Regions from separate parts of the Rattus norvegicus genome. Here regions 1 and 3 are each linked to region 2. Evidence: chromatin contacts called from public Hi-C data. All regions are on one chromosome and are shown on one strand. The core of a region is the stretch at or near the end of the contact, and the rest is flanking DNA. Distances in the headings are between cores, read along the strand shown. Region 1 holds the start of Mtmr2 (myotubularin related protein 2). Region 2 holds the start of Jrkl (JRK-like). Region 3 holds the start of Cep57 (centrosomal protein 57).

What was found. A called contact is a pair of places that touch in the nucleus more often than the background predicts.
Region 1: a Hi-C map of liver shows a contact between it and region 2, with 2.6 times the contacts expected there. The contact joins the promoter of Mtmr2 here to the promoter of Jrkl in region 2. A contact is called at or near these places in 1 of 12 Hi-C or Micro-C datasets (liver) and 1 of 1 datasets of contacts at active chromatin or transcription factors (oligodendrocytes).
Region 3: a contact with region 2 is called in a Hi-C map of kidney, with 4 times the contacts expected there. The contact joins the promoter of Cep57 here to the promoter of Jrkl in region 2. A contact is called at or near these places in 8 of 12 Hi-C or Micro-C datasets (the A7r5 cell line, frontal cortex, kidney and 4 more) and 1 of 1 datasets of contacts at active chromatin or transcription factors (oligodendrocytes).

What each region holds. Positions count from the first base shown.
Region 1 is chr8:18,897,088-18,900,842 of GRCr8, forward strand. Mtmr2 (myotubularin related protein 2) reads left to right here and starts at 2,501. Exons shown (of 15, transcript NM_001108123.1): 1 at 2,501-3,573. The coding sequence starts at 3,494.
Region 2 is chr8:18,507,183-18,510,907 of GRCr8, forward strand. It overlaps Jrkl (JRK-like), which reads right to left and starts at 1,522. Exons shown (of 1, transcript NM_001108122.1): 1 at 1-1,522. The coding sequence starts at 1,522. Ccdc82 (coiled-coil domain containing 82) reads left to right here and starts at 2,243. Exons shown (of 10, transcript NM_001007660.1): 1 at 2,243-2,255; 2 at 2,885-3,040.
Region 3 is chr8:18,968,245-18,972,105 of GRCr8, forward strand. Cep57 (centrosomal protein 57) reads right to left here and starts at 2,600. Exons shown (of 11, transcript NM_001108124.3): 1 at 2,403-2,600. The coding sequence starts at 2,447. It overlaps Fam76b (family with sequence similarity 76, member B), which reads left to right and starts at 3,293. Exons shown (of 10, transcript NM_001401220.1): 1 at 3,293-3,610. The coding sequence starts at 3,524.

The DNA of each region.
Region 1 (3,755 bases), core at 1,251-3,750, 390 kb after region 2:
TTCTTTGCTTTGTTATTCTTCATCATTCAGGGCAGTAAAATTGGAGTGCTGGGGGAAAAGAAACAATAATGGCAACAGATCTGTCTACTAAGAACTTCCTGTGCAAGTGACTGTTAAGAAAAACAACCTGTTCTGTGTTTGCGGAGATGAGAAACAAACATTCAAAGTGAGTTTAGTGACAGGATCAGGATTGCTATGCAGGCTTTTCTGGCTGCCATCTCTCTCCATTTGACGCTGTTCGACACTGTTCTCCAGTCCCTGGAGAGGGTCAGGCACAGTTATATCACCCAGGAAGTCGGGTTTATAATCAACACAGTGCTAGAGCTGGGTCTTCCATTCAAGGGTTGGTTTTTCTTCAACATTCACAGTTTGGAAGACACAAGTTGAAGTGTTGAGTGATCATGAGTCAGCGTTTAAAAAGGCTGATAGAAACAGAGAAGCAATAGATGCATCCTACCATGAACCTTAAAGATATTCATGTTTGCCAAAGGTTTCATTTGACTATTTATTTTCCTGGCCTATTCAGAGAGGTACAACTAAGATCTCTTGAAACATTACAGAGATGAAAATAATTGCTTCTCATCTATCATTGCATGGAAAGAGGAGGAGAAGGGCTAAATCTTTTGAGGTTAACTGATGAACCAGCCTGCCTCCAACTTGAATTTGAAACCCACCTTATAGTAAAGACAAAATAGGTTCAATGCCTATTTATAATTAAATCTGTGTTTCTCGGGCTATGCCCCACCTGTAACCTTAATTACAAATGGTTCTAAACTGTTCTAGAAAAAGGAAAACATGCTTTGTTTCAAAAAGACTGTTATGACCACCTTGCTATAGCCACCTTGCACTGCTGTCTTTGTTTCAGGAGGTTATATGATCAACTTGCATGTTCTGCTTCTGTAACCCTGAGTATTTGCCTGCCAATACCCCATTAGAAACCCCTACCCCTGAACTATGAAAACCTTTCCCATGTCCAAGGCTGATCTATTGAACCCTATCTTTAGGGAGAGACAGCTCATGTATACAAATTTTAAAAAGCTTGTTTTAATTAATTTGGCCATAATGATTTGGGTCAGTGAACTTTCTCCTCAAATCTGGGGAATTAACATAATCAATCACATATTCATTCATCCATTGATAACTTTTCTACTTTATGTAGAACACAATTAGGGTAAGTTGATCTTGTAGGGACTATATGTTTTGGTAAATATTACTTGATAAATATTCTCTGTAATAAATTTGGTAAATACTCTACCCCACCTTAGTTCATCTAGTTCCTGTTCCCAAGTAAAGCCTTTATATTTTATAATAAGCCTTTGAGCTTATTATACCAAGCATTTGAACTGAGTAGATATCAATCCTCTATGCTATTTTGTCTACTTCCCTGTCAATAACCCTGAGATAACACTCGCCATTTTCCGCCTGAGCTGCCCCTATTCCAACAGGCAGGCCCTCAAGGTCATGCACTTCCATACCCATGAAAATTTCTTCCTCCTCCTCCATGTTCCTCTCTTCATGGGACCCCAAGACAGACACCAAGCCCAGGAACCAAAGCCCCACCTACCTCTCTTCTGCTCAACTACAGGCACCTTTTTAAATCAATCACAGATAATTTGGGGGTCAAGGCTTATTACAACAAAAGCTGGAATAGATAAGGATCTGCTAGTCTTAGAGCAAGCAGATCTTGGGTTGGATTTAGCATTTGAGTACATGCAGCATGAGACCAACCTGTTACAAATGTACTTACACAGTGTAAAGGCTTTGGAGCTGAAATATCTCCCACAAGTCATGTGCTCTAGAGGCTAGGTTGTCAACTGATAGTGTTATGGGAGGTAGTGGGAATTTTAGGTGGAGGAGACCAGTTAAGAATCCCCCTTAACAGCAGGCTGGAACTCCTCTCTCTTTCCTTCTCTCCTTTCCTCCTTGTCTCCTGTCTAGTCACTTTGAGATGAGCAGATTTTTCTATCACGTGTTCCCAGGTCCGATGTTCTCTTTTATCCCAGGGTCAAAAAACAATGGAGCCAAGTGACCATGGACTGGAAATCTTTGAAACGATCAGCCAAAACTAATCTTTCATTGGGCATACTGCAATGGAAAGCTAGCACACAAATTACTTCCTTGGTTCTATAGATTACGATTGTGTTTTAAAATCCAGTCATTGTTTTAAATTAAATCTAGTTTGTGAAAGCACAATTATATTTATCCTAGCAGGAGTGTTTAAGATTCTTTTATTTACATAAATAATCTTTGCATTTTTGTTTTCCAGACATGTGAGGTGGTTAAGGCAGAGTTACAATTAGAGAGATTCCTCTAGTACTGTCCTTCCTGTGCCCTGAGTAACATAAAGTCATGGTATTAACGTTCTCCCTTCACCCAGTTCCTGTCGCTTATCTCATTCCATCCCCACACTCCCTTCCTGCTCTGCAAGGGAATATGAAGGCGCACACAGGAGAGAAGTCTGTTCTCTATGTTGCACCAGGCATTCAGCAGTGTCTCTAATTCTTTTATGAGTTTAACAGATTCTTCCTCTTTCTCACTTCAATACTTAGTACGCCTTACAGGGTGGTGTCAAAGTGCTTATCAGTTACAGACACACTTCCCGGCCACTTTAACCCATACTCTTGTCACAGGAGGCCTGAAAACTTCAACTCCATTCTCACTTTCCTTTGTATAACGCTGTTTAGAGGTGTAAACATTAGAAATGTAATTTTCAGCGTTTTCCCTCCCCTCCCCCGGTGGGTGTTATTACCTTTCTCCTACCAACTACTTGTTAATGGTCTGCCATCCTTTAGTTTTCTTTCTTTAACAGTAACCATTTATTAAATTTGTTAGGTTGTTTATATATGCGCACCCATTGACTACAGCCTGAGCGCTTCTTAAGCAGGCATTGCTTTAGGCATTTTACATTTATCAACACATTCTGTGATGCTAACACACGTACACAGAAGGAAGCAAATGTAAACGCAAGGTAACTGGAGGCCGTGGAATCTGAATCTGCTTATCTTCACTGTGACCTCTACAAAATAGGTTCTCACATCACGTATGACATACGTTTCACTATTTCTAACCTCATCCTTAAATACTTTTACTCCTTAATCTCCCACCTCACCCCCTCATCCCATAGGCCGCCCACATTCCTCTCATTTCCCTCGAGTCAGCCGCTTCCAAGCCTTCACATCTTGTCTCTTTTCTTTGACGTACTGGTGTCCTCTTCCTTATGAAGGCTTTCCTTGTAGCTGAAAGTATCCACCAGACTCTTAGGCTGCCTCTCACTGGGTGGCCAGGGCGCGTGCGCACCGCACCGCTTTGTAGAGCCAAGGGGGCCCGACTCCCAACAGCCCCCGCGCGCAGTGCAGGCTGGGGGAACATGGCCGCTTCCGGTCTCGCAGTCTTCCTGGCGAGGGGTTGACAGCGGCTGCGGCCCTGCGCGCTCCTCCCTCTGCATCTCGCGCCGGCGGCCGCGGAGGGCGCAGCGGCCTCCTGTTCTCGCGCCATGGAGAAGAGCTCGAGCTGCGAGAGTCTTGGCGCGCAGCTCCCGGCGGCAAGGCTTCCCAGCGAGGACTCACTGTCCAGGTGAGGCCGGGGCGTATGGGGACAGAGACCGTGCCAAGCCGGGACAGAAGTCGGGAACGTGTGTGGCTGGAGATGCCAGGGCGTGCGGGAGGGAGGCCCGGGCTTGCGGAGGAGAGACCTGGGCCTGGAGAGCCTGGACCCGGAAGAGAGGGGAAGCCACGGGCATCCTGTGCGCGTATGGA
Region 2 (3,725 bases), core at 272-2,771:
TACGTATTACCAGTCTGTCAGGTAGAATCATATCACCTTGCTGTTCTAGATAATCTAATAAATTCTCAGTCCATTGGAGAGCAGTTGTGTGATTTATGTGTTTCTCTGGAATCAGTTCAATTCCTTCCTCATCATTTTCACTAGATTCATCTGTCTGGCCTTGGGCTCTTCTGATGATTTCACTATCCGTTAAGACTTCATACCCTGGCTCAGTACTGTCAATCTCCAGCCACTTTTCCAAACTTTCAGGAGTCACATTTTCCAGTCCTTTGGTATGCTGTAAAATGGTAGCCACAGTAGCACCAGAAATATCTTCTTCATCAAAGTCCAAGCCTTCTTTTTCCTCCATGGCAGGAAGAATCTGTTTCCAAGCTCTGCTGATAGTAACTGGCTTTACGAAGTTCCATGCCATTGCTATTTCATAAAGTGCATCCAACAGAGTCAGCTTCTTCCAGAATGATTTCAGGTCATTACCTTCTTCCAAATTGTTATGAAGAAGACCTGCACGATAGTTTCTTTTCATGGTTGCTATGACTCCCTGACCCAAGGGTTGAATCAATGAAGCTACATTGGGTGGTAAATATTTAGCAAATATTTGACCATCATCTGACCTCAGGACATTTTCATTTGGATGTGTTGGGGAATTATCCAGCAAGAGCACTGCTTTTTCCTGCAAGCCTTTAGATTTTAAGTACTCTCGAACCTGAGGCACAAAAATCTTATCAAACCATTGTCGGAAAATGGAGAGATCCATCCATGCACCTTTCTGGCTGAAATACGAGACAGGCAGGTTGAAGGTGTCCGTTGACTTGAAGGAACGAGGTTTCCTTGCTTTTCCCACAACACAGAGCTTAAGTTTGTGCAAGCCTGTTGCATTGGTGCAACACATAACGGTGATCCTTTCTTCACCGGAGTTGTGCCCAGGGACAGTACATTTACCTTTAACTACTGCAGTCCTGGAAGGGAGGCACTTCCAAAAGAGTCCAGTCTCATCTGCATTGTAGATCTGTTCTGGCTGCAGATTTTCCTGTTCGATAAAATCTCTAAAGTGGTTACAAAATTCTTCCACAGCAGTCTCATCTCCATTTAATCGTTCATTTCTAATGTTAATCTCTCTAATGCTGTGTCGCTGCTTAAAGCGTGTTAACCAACCAGCAGAAGGGTTAAAATCGCCATCCATTCCCAAAGCGTAGAAAAAGAACTCTGCCCGTTTGGCACAAATTGGTCCAGATATGGGATTCCCTTTAGCTCTCTGCTGATTGAACCATTCTAACATTGCTCTGTCTAGTTCCTCATACATGGACGGCTTCATAGACTTTCTCTTGGCCAGAAGACTTGTGGAATCAGAGCTGCTTGCATAAGTTATGATCTTTTCCTTATTTTTTCTTATATCCCTGACTGTTGTTTCACCAATTCCATAAATCACCGCCAGTTGCTTGGAAGAGCCTCCATCTTCGAGTTTCTTTATTATATCAAGTTTATCTTTAATAGTCAATACCACACGCTTCCGTTTCCCTGACATGGTGAGAGTCTGGAACTCAATCACACTGTGGCAATCCTTACAAACACTCGACCTGTTTCAGCCTCTGCAGAACTGACGCTGGGCTGGCAAGGGCAAGGCAGAAGGTGACAGGAAATTTGCGGGGCAGGCCTTTACCAGAAGTGAGGCTGGGGAAGCCTCACATCCTCGCGGATAATCGGGACTACAGACTTGTGATTTAGTACTGCCAAGACCGCGGTTCTCGCTCCAGCCCAGGCCCGGGATACAGGCCCTTCACTAACTGCCACACCCCAAAGTTAGCGGAGAGCGGAAGGAAGCTGGGCTCCCCTTCCTCAGGGTGAGGCCTACCGGCTCCTCCACCCGCTATCCAGCCGTCACCCTGGGCCCAGCCTGCTCCGTCCTCCCGCCCCGTGAGCCCCAAGCCGCTCTCCCACCTCTGCGGCTCCCCAACAGCGGCGACGCAACCGCTCCTCCCTCTGCACGCGCTCCCGGAAGCCGCGCCTCAGATCCCGCGCCTCGGCCCCGCCCCTGCTCCGCCTGGAGGCGGAACTTCCGGCTTTTCCCGGAAAGTGGGAGGGACATGGTGCCTAGGGAACCTGGGCGGAGGCGGAGGTGGAGGCCGGACGGGGAGGAGGCAGACACGGGGCGGGGCAGAGGCAGGGGCGAGAGCGGGAGGCGGGATGGGAGAAGGCGGGAGCGCGGCTGGGAGGAGGCGGGAGGGGAGGCGGAGGCAAAGACGGAGGCGCTTTGAAAGGTGAGAGCTAGAGGATGACTGCCTGCGGGTTTCTGGCGGGAATTCTCTCCCGGCTGCTCCCAGTCTGATAATTAGTGTAGTGGTGGGGAGGGGGAGACGCCCAACATTTCGCAGAGCCTAGGCGGCGTCTTGCGACAAGAAGGGGAGCGGTCGGCGCTCTCAGTGTTGCGACCCGACACCTCTTAGCTGTGCGTCACGGACGCAGGAAGGGGCCCATGGGTGTCCCTTCAGACCCTGTCTGTGGAAGCATAGCTCCACCGCTGTCTCCTCAAACCCTGACTAAAGGAAGGAGCACAGCTCCACGGGTGTTTCCTCAGACCCTGCCTGTGGGAGCACAGTTCCACGGGTGTCTCCTCAGACCCTGACTGTAGGAAGGAGCACAGCTCCACGGGTGTCTCCTCAGACCCTGACTGACTGTAGGAAGGAGCACAGCTCCACGGGTGTCTCCTCAGACCCTGACTGTGGGATCACAGCTCCACGGGTGTCTCAAACCCTGCCTGTAGGGGCACAGCGCTCCGTGGATGTCTCCTCAGCTGTTTCCTGGGACCCTTATCTGTGCACAGACCCTCCTGGGAATTTCTCTGCATTCCCCTGAGTGCACAACCCGTTCCTGTTTCTTGTCTTTCCAGACCCTTATCAGTGGGTACACAGCCCTTCTACAGCTCATGCGCGGTCTTGGTGAAGCTGTATCAAAGGTTCCTGCTTCTATCAACACCAGTCCCTCCATTTTGGAGGCCTCAGCACCCACTTCCTGTATCTGGGGAGTGAGTCCCAGAGAGAGCCAGGTTGGTAATCACGAATGTAATCCTGATTTCTTTTTTCTTCCATTTGGTCCTCCCTGCTGGATTTAGGGAGTCACATCCCTCGTCACGGATGCTATTGAACGATCTAGTTATCCTGGATACAAGGCTGGCAGGACCCATTCTATAATTGTAATACAATTTTAAACAGAATCATGCATGTAGCCCTCAAATCCTTTATTTCCCGGTTTGGTTTGGATGTCCCAAGTAATTTCATAAGATTGTGAGTTCCTTGGGAGCAGAGACTGCGTTTATTTCTTCTAGTAGTACCCCTGCACCAGAACATGTGCTGGCATTTTGATAAATGTCCAATAACTCTTTGGTTTATAACATTTCCCCTCCACCATATAAAAGAAAACTTAAAGGAGAGTTCATGTTTTTACAAATTTCATAAATTAATTCCTCCTGATAGAATTTTCAAAAATAGTACAGGATTTGTACTTCAAATCTGAGCTGAGTAGCTATATCATCTTCCTACATTGTTTGTAGGGCAAGTAGGGGACTTCTAGGTTGGTTTCTTGATTAGGAAAAGAAAATGTTTCTTCTGATAAGAGATTCAAATAGCATCAACACAGTGCCTTCTTTTCCCTTGACTTCATTTTCTCATTTTTGTCCCTAAGATCACTCATCTTTTTCCTCTGCCATTCTTCCCTCCCCAGATAATTTAGTA
Region 3 (3,861 bases), core at 1,350-3,849, 460 kb after region 2:
CTCTGCCAGCATACCAAAACAAAGACCACTGCCATTTACCAAACTAACCCATACAAACATAAAACCCAATAGAGGTAATTTTTATTTACCTCTCATCTACTCTCTGTAAATCATCCAGGGTTCTTTCTCCATAACATATTTAGAATCTTTTATACTTTAATATTGCTATAGCTCTATTTTTAGTTTGAATTACTTGAAACACCACTTTTCACATTTCTTTTTTTTTTTTTTTTTTTCCGGAGCTGAGGACTGAACCCAGGGCCTTGAGCTTGCTAGGCAAGTGCTCTACCACTGAGCTAAATCCCCAACCCCTCACTTTTTACATTTCTTAAGTCTGCTCTTCCAATCAGCTTGCTAGTGATAATGATCCTTTAAAAACTGAGTCAAGTTAATAGATCTAATCAAAACCCCATGGACTACAACTCAAAATTCTTACCACTCACACAATTCCCACATAATGTAGCAAGTACCAGGCTAACCCTTATATCGTTTCCTGACACTTTCTTTTGATAGTCTCCCTACCAGTTTTTTCAGCAATACGGACTTTGATTTCAAATACCCACAATCCACTCTTGTTTTCTTATTTAAAGATTTATTCATTTATTATATATAAGTACACTGTAGCTGTCTTCAGATACACCAGAAGAGGGCATCGGATCTCTTTACAGATGGTTGTGAGCCACCATGTGGTTGCTGGGAATTGAACTCAGGACCTCTGGAAGAGTAGTCAAGTGCTCTTAACCGCTGAGCCATCTCTCCAGCCCTACTCTTATTTTCATTGCTGCAATTATTCTGCTTGCAAAGGTCCCTTCCTACCTCCAGTTGCCTGCTTACACCCTAACACGGAGGCATTTTCTTGTTACCCTACTAACAGCATCTTTCTATCAACGCATCTCCAAACCTTTTATTTCAAACACTATTGTTACACACATTTACTATGGTGGAGTAAAAATAGTTTCTCTTCTGTTCCCAACTCCAGACAGAGTCACAAGATCTATTTTTCCATGAAACAGGCTTTAAATTTCTGCTGGGTCTACCCTAAGGACTAGGGATTAACTGCATCCCTGTGGCACTGCCCTGATGGCCTTGAGTGCAGTTCAATCGAAGTTGCCTGAGTTTCCAATTTCTAAGTTTTGAGAGCAAAGAAAGAGCTCTCCTTCCCCAGGTTTAATCAACTGTATCTCGTATAATTCATGCATCTGCTGGCACTTAGTTCTGGTAGTTTTTCTTTTACCTTCCGTTGACCTGACACTGGATTAACTCCCAATGACTTGCTTCATCTCTTCTCTAGATCTTAGATCTGTTTGGAAAACGAAATATTCTGACCTTCTCACAAGTTCTAGTAGCCACAGAAAGTTGAAACTACGATTCCTAAGTTACCTCATCCGCTGTTAAAATTACCCTGATAATTTCCTGACATCCCTCATTATTCATTTTCACCTTTATTTCTAGCTCTTCTTAATCATTGCTACCTCTAGATGTCTCTGGGGTCCTGGACGTTCCTACTGTCTAGCCACATAGATCTTAAACCTGCAGTGCTTTCTTCTTTTAAAATTCTCTCAACAGGGCAGCCAGCTCACCCTCTCTTCAAGATCCTATCTTCCCTAATACTGCTAATCAATCTCTCCCAGACTCCTCTGGTACCCAAGCCTGTAGCGCAGCAATTATCTAATTAGTACGGTGCTTTGCTCCTTCTTTAGAATGGGGTTTCTATTCAATTCTTCCCTGTAACTTTAGGACCAAGGGTCAGCTAGGCACAGGGGCATCTCTAAACAGAACTCGAGCGTTCTCACATTTAATTCCTATCTCTTCTTAGTGGAGCGTTTTCCAAAAGACTGAGCTCCACAATCCACTCTTAAAACACCAGTGACTAATCTCGCCGGTTTAATTTCCCCGATCGCTTCTCCAAAACAACATTTCCACACTGTATCCTAGTCATGCCATGGGAAGTAGGGATGCCCGGGCTCCGGCTGCAAGGGTCGCGCAACAGACACTGAGAGGCCCTGTAGCAACGGCGAAAATGCACTCTGGGGACCACGGACGCCTCAGCGGCTGTCACTCTACAGACCTGCACATCTACCTGTTACTGAGGGTTTCCGAGCTGGGCCGTTACGCTCACGTGACTGACGGGGCTTTGTTTTAGCAGGCCTGAGCGTGCACCAGCCTGGCTCGGGACAACGCTCCACAGCTCCGGCTGCGAGGACCTGCGAGCGCAGAGCGGGAAAGGAGGCGGGCTGCTGCTCCAGAAGACACAGTTGCAGCCTCCCGGAGTGGCACGCGTCCTCGGGCAACCCGCCATCCTGCGGGACCAGGGCTGACGCCAGATCTAGGCGCCTGAAAAGTGAAGCAACCCAGAGAGCCGTCCAAGACCACCTGGAACCCACACAAACGCCACCCCTTACCGAAAACTGAGAATCAGAAGCCGCCGAGACCGAGGCCGCCGCCATCTTCCCACCTGCGCAACGCGGGCCGCCGTCCTGGAGCCCCTCCCCCGGATTCGACAGCCGCACGCCTGGGGCAAGCCGAATCCAAGTCCCCGATGGAAAGGGCGGGCGAGCTGTGAACCTTATAGGAGCCTCGGTCTCACAAACCACAAGGATGCCACACTCAGCGCGCAAGGGAAAGGCAACGCGTCTTGACAGGCGCCTTCCAGTGACCAATCAGAAAAGAGGACAACTTCTGGTGGCAGGGGAGAGCCCGCCTCTTCTCTCGGTGACGTCACAAGGTAGCGCACAGCGGAGCCTGCGGGGACGGCAACGTCGTGAGTTGGCAGACTGCTCTGGGAGCTTCTGGAAAGGGATGAATGTTTTGAAGGAGGAAGCAAAGGGTAGAGCTTCTGGAGCCTTCAGCGCCTACTGGTGTGGATGACGGAAGCTGAATAAAGGTGATTGGAAAGTTGATACACTCCATCAACATCCCAGGAATAAACTCCAGAGAGCGTTGCCTTTCCAGGTGAAGTACTGACCTTTCGGCCAATGACAAACAGGAGTAGGAGGGGCTTAACGACATGGTCCAATGGAAGCCAAGGACTGAAAAAAAAATGGCGCTTCGTGAACCTGTGCCCAATGGGCTCAGGCGCACCAGCCAAAGGATGACTGGCCGCGGCTTGTGGGCGGGATCTTTTCAAAGCGGAGTTCGCGCTCCGAGAGCGGCAGCCTCCTATTGGTTGGTTCTTTCTCTCTTTGTGGGCGCTCCCTGCCTAACCGAAGCAAGGGACTGGGCGGAGCTTCCGAGTGACGTGAGGGCTCTCTGTAGCCAATCATAGGGAGGGACGCGAGACCGAGGAGGAAGCGGAATCCACAGCCTTGCTCCCGCTTCGTCTCCCTCCGCCACGGTCCGGGCCTAAGCTGGAGCGGCGGGGCGGGCGGTAGTAGGTGTCCCGGGACGGCGTCGGAGGCGGAGGGGGACGCAGGGGGCCCGGCAGTTGCCAGGCCGGGGCCGCAGCGGCAGAAGAGCCCGCGGGCGGGGCAGCCGAGTTCCCGGAGGCCCCGCCTGAGCGCGCGCGGAGGAGCCGGAAAGCAGGATGGCGGCGTCGGCCCTGTACGCCTGCACCAAGTGCACGCAGCGCTACCCCTTCGAGGAGCTATCGCAGGGCCAACAGCTCTGCAAGGTCGGTGGGCGCCGGGCGTTCAGCGCACCGCTCCCCGCCAGGGTCCGGGCATTATGTGGGCGAGACCCGTTTCGACCGCGTCCCGCCTGCTCTCAGACTGGGGCTGACTCGGCCGCGCCTGGCGGTCTCGGGTGGGGCTGAGCCAGGAGGCCACCAGTCCACCGTGTCGCAGAGATCCGGTGCAGACTCTCTCATACCAGATTTGGGAGGGACTGCCTTCTCCTTCCACTGGGAGGCAGGGCCGTGTTTGC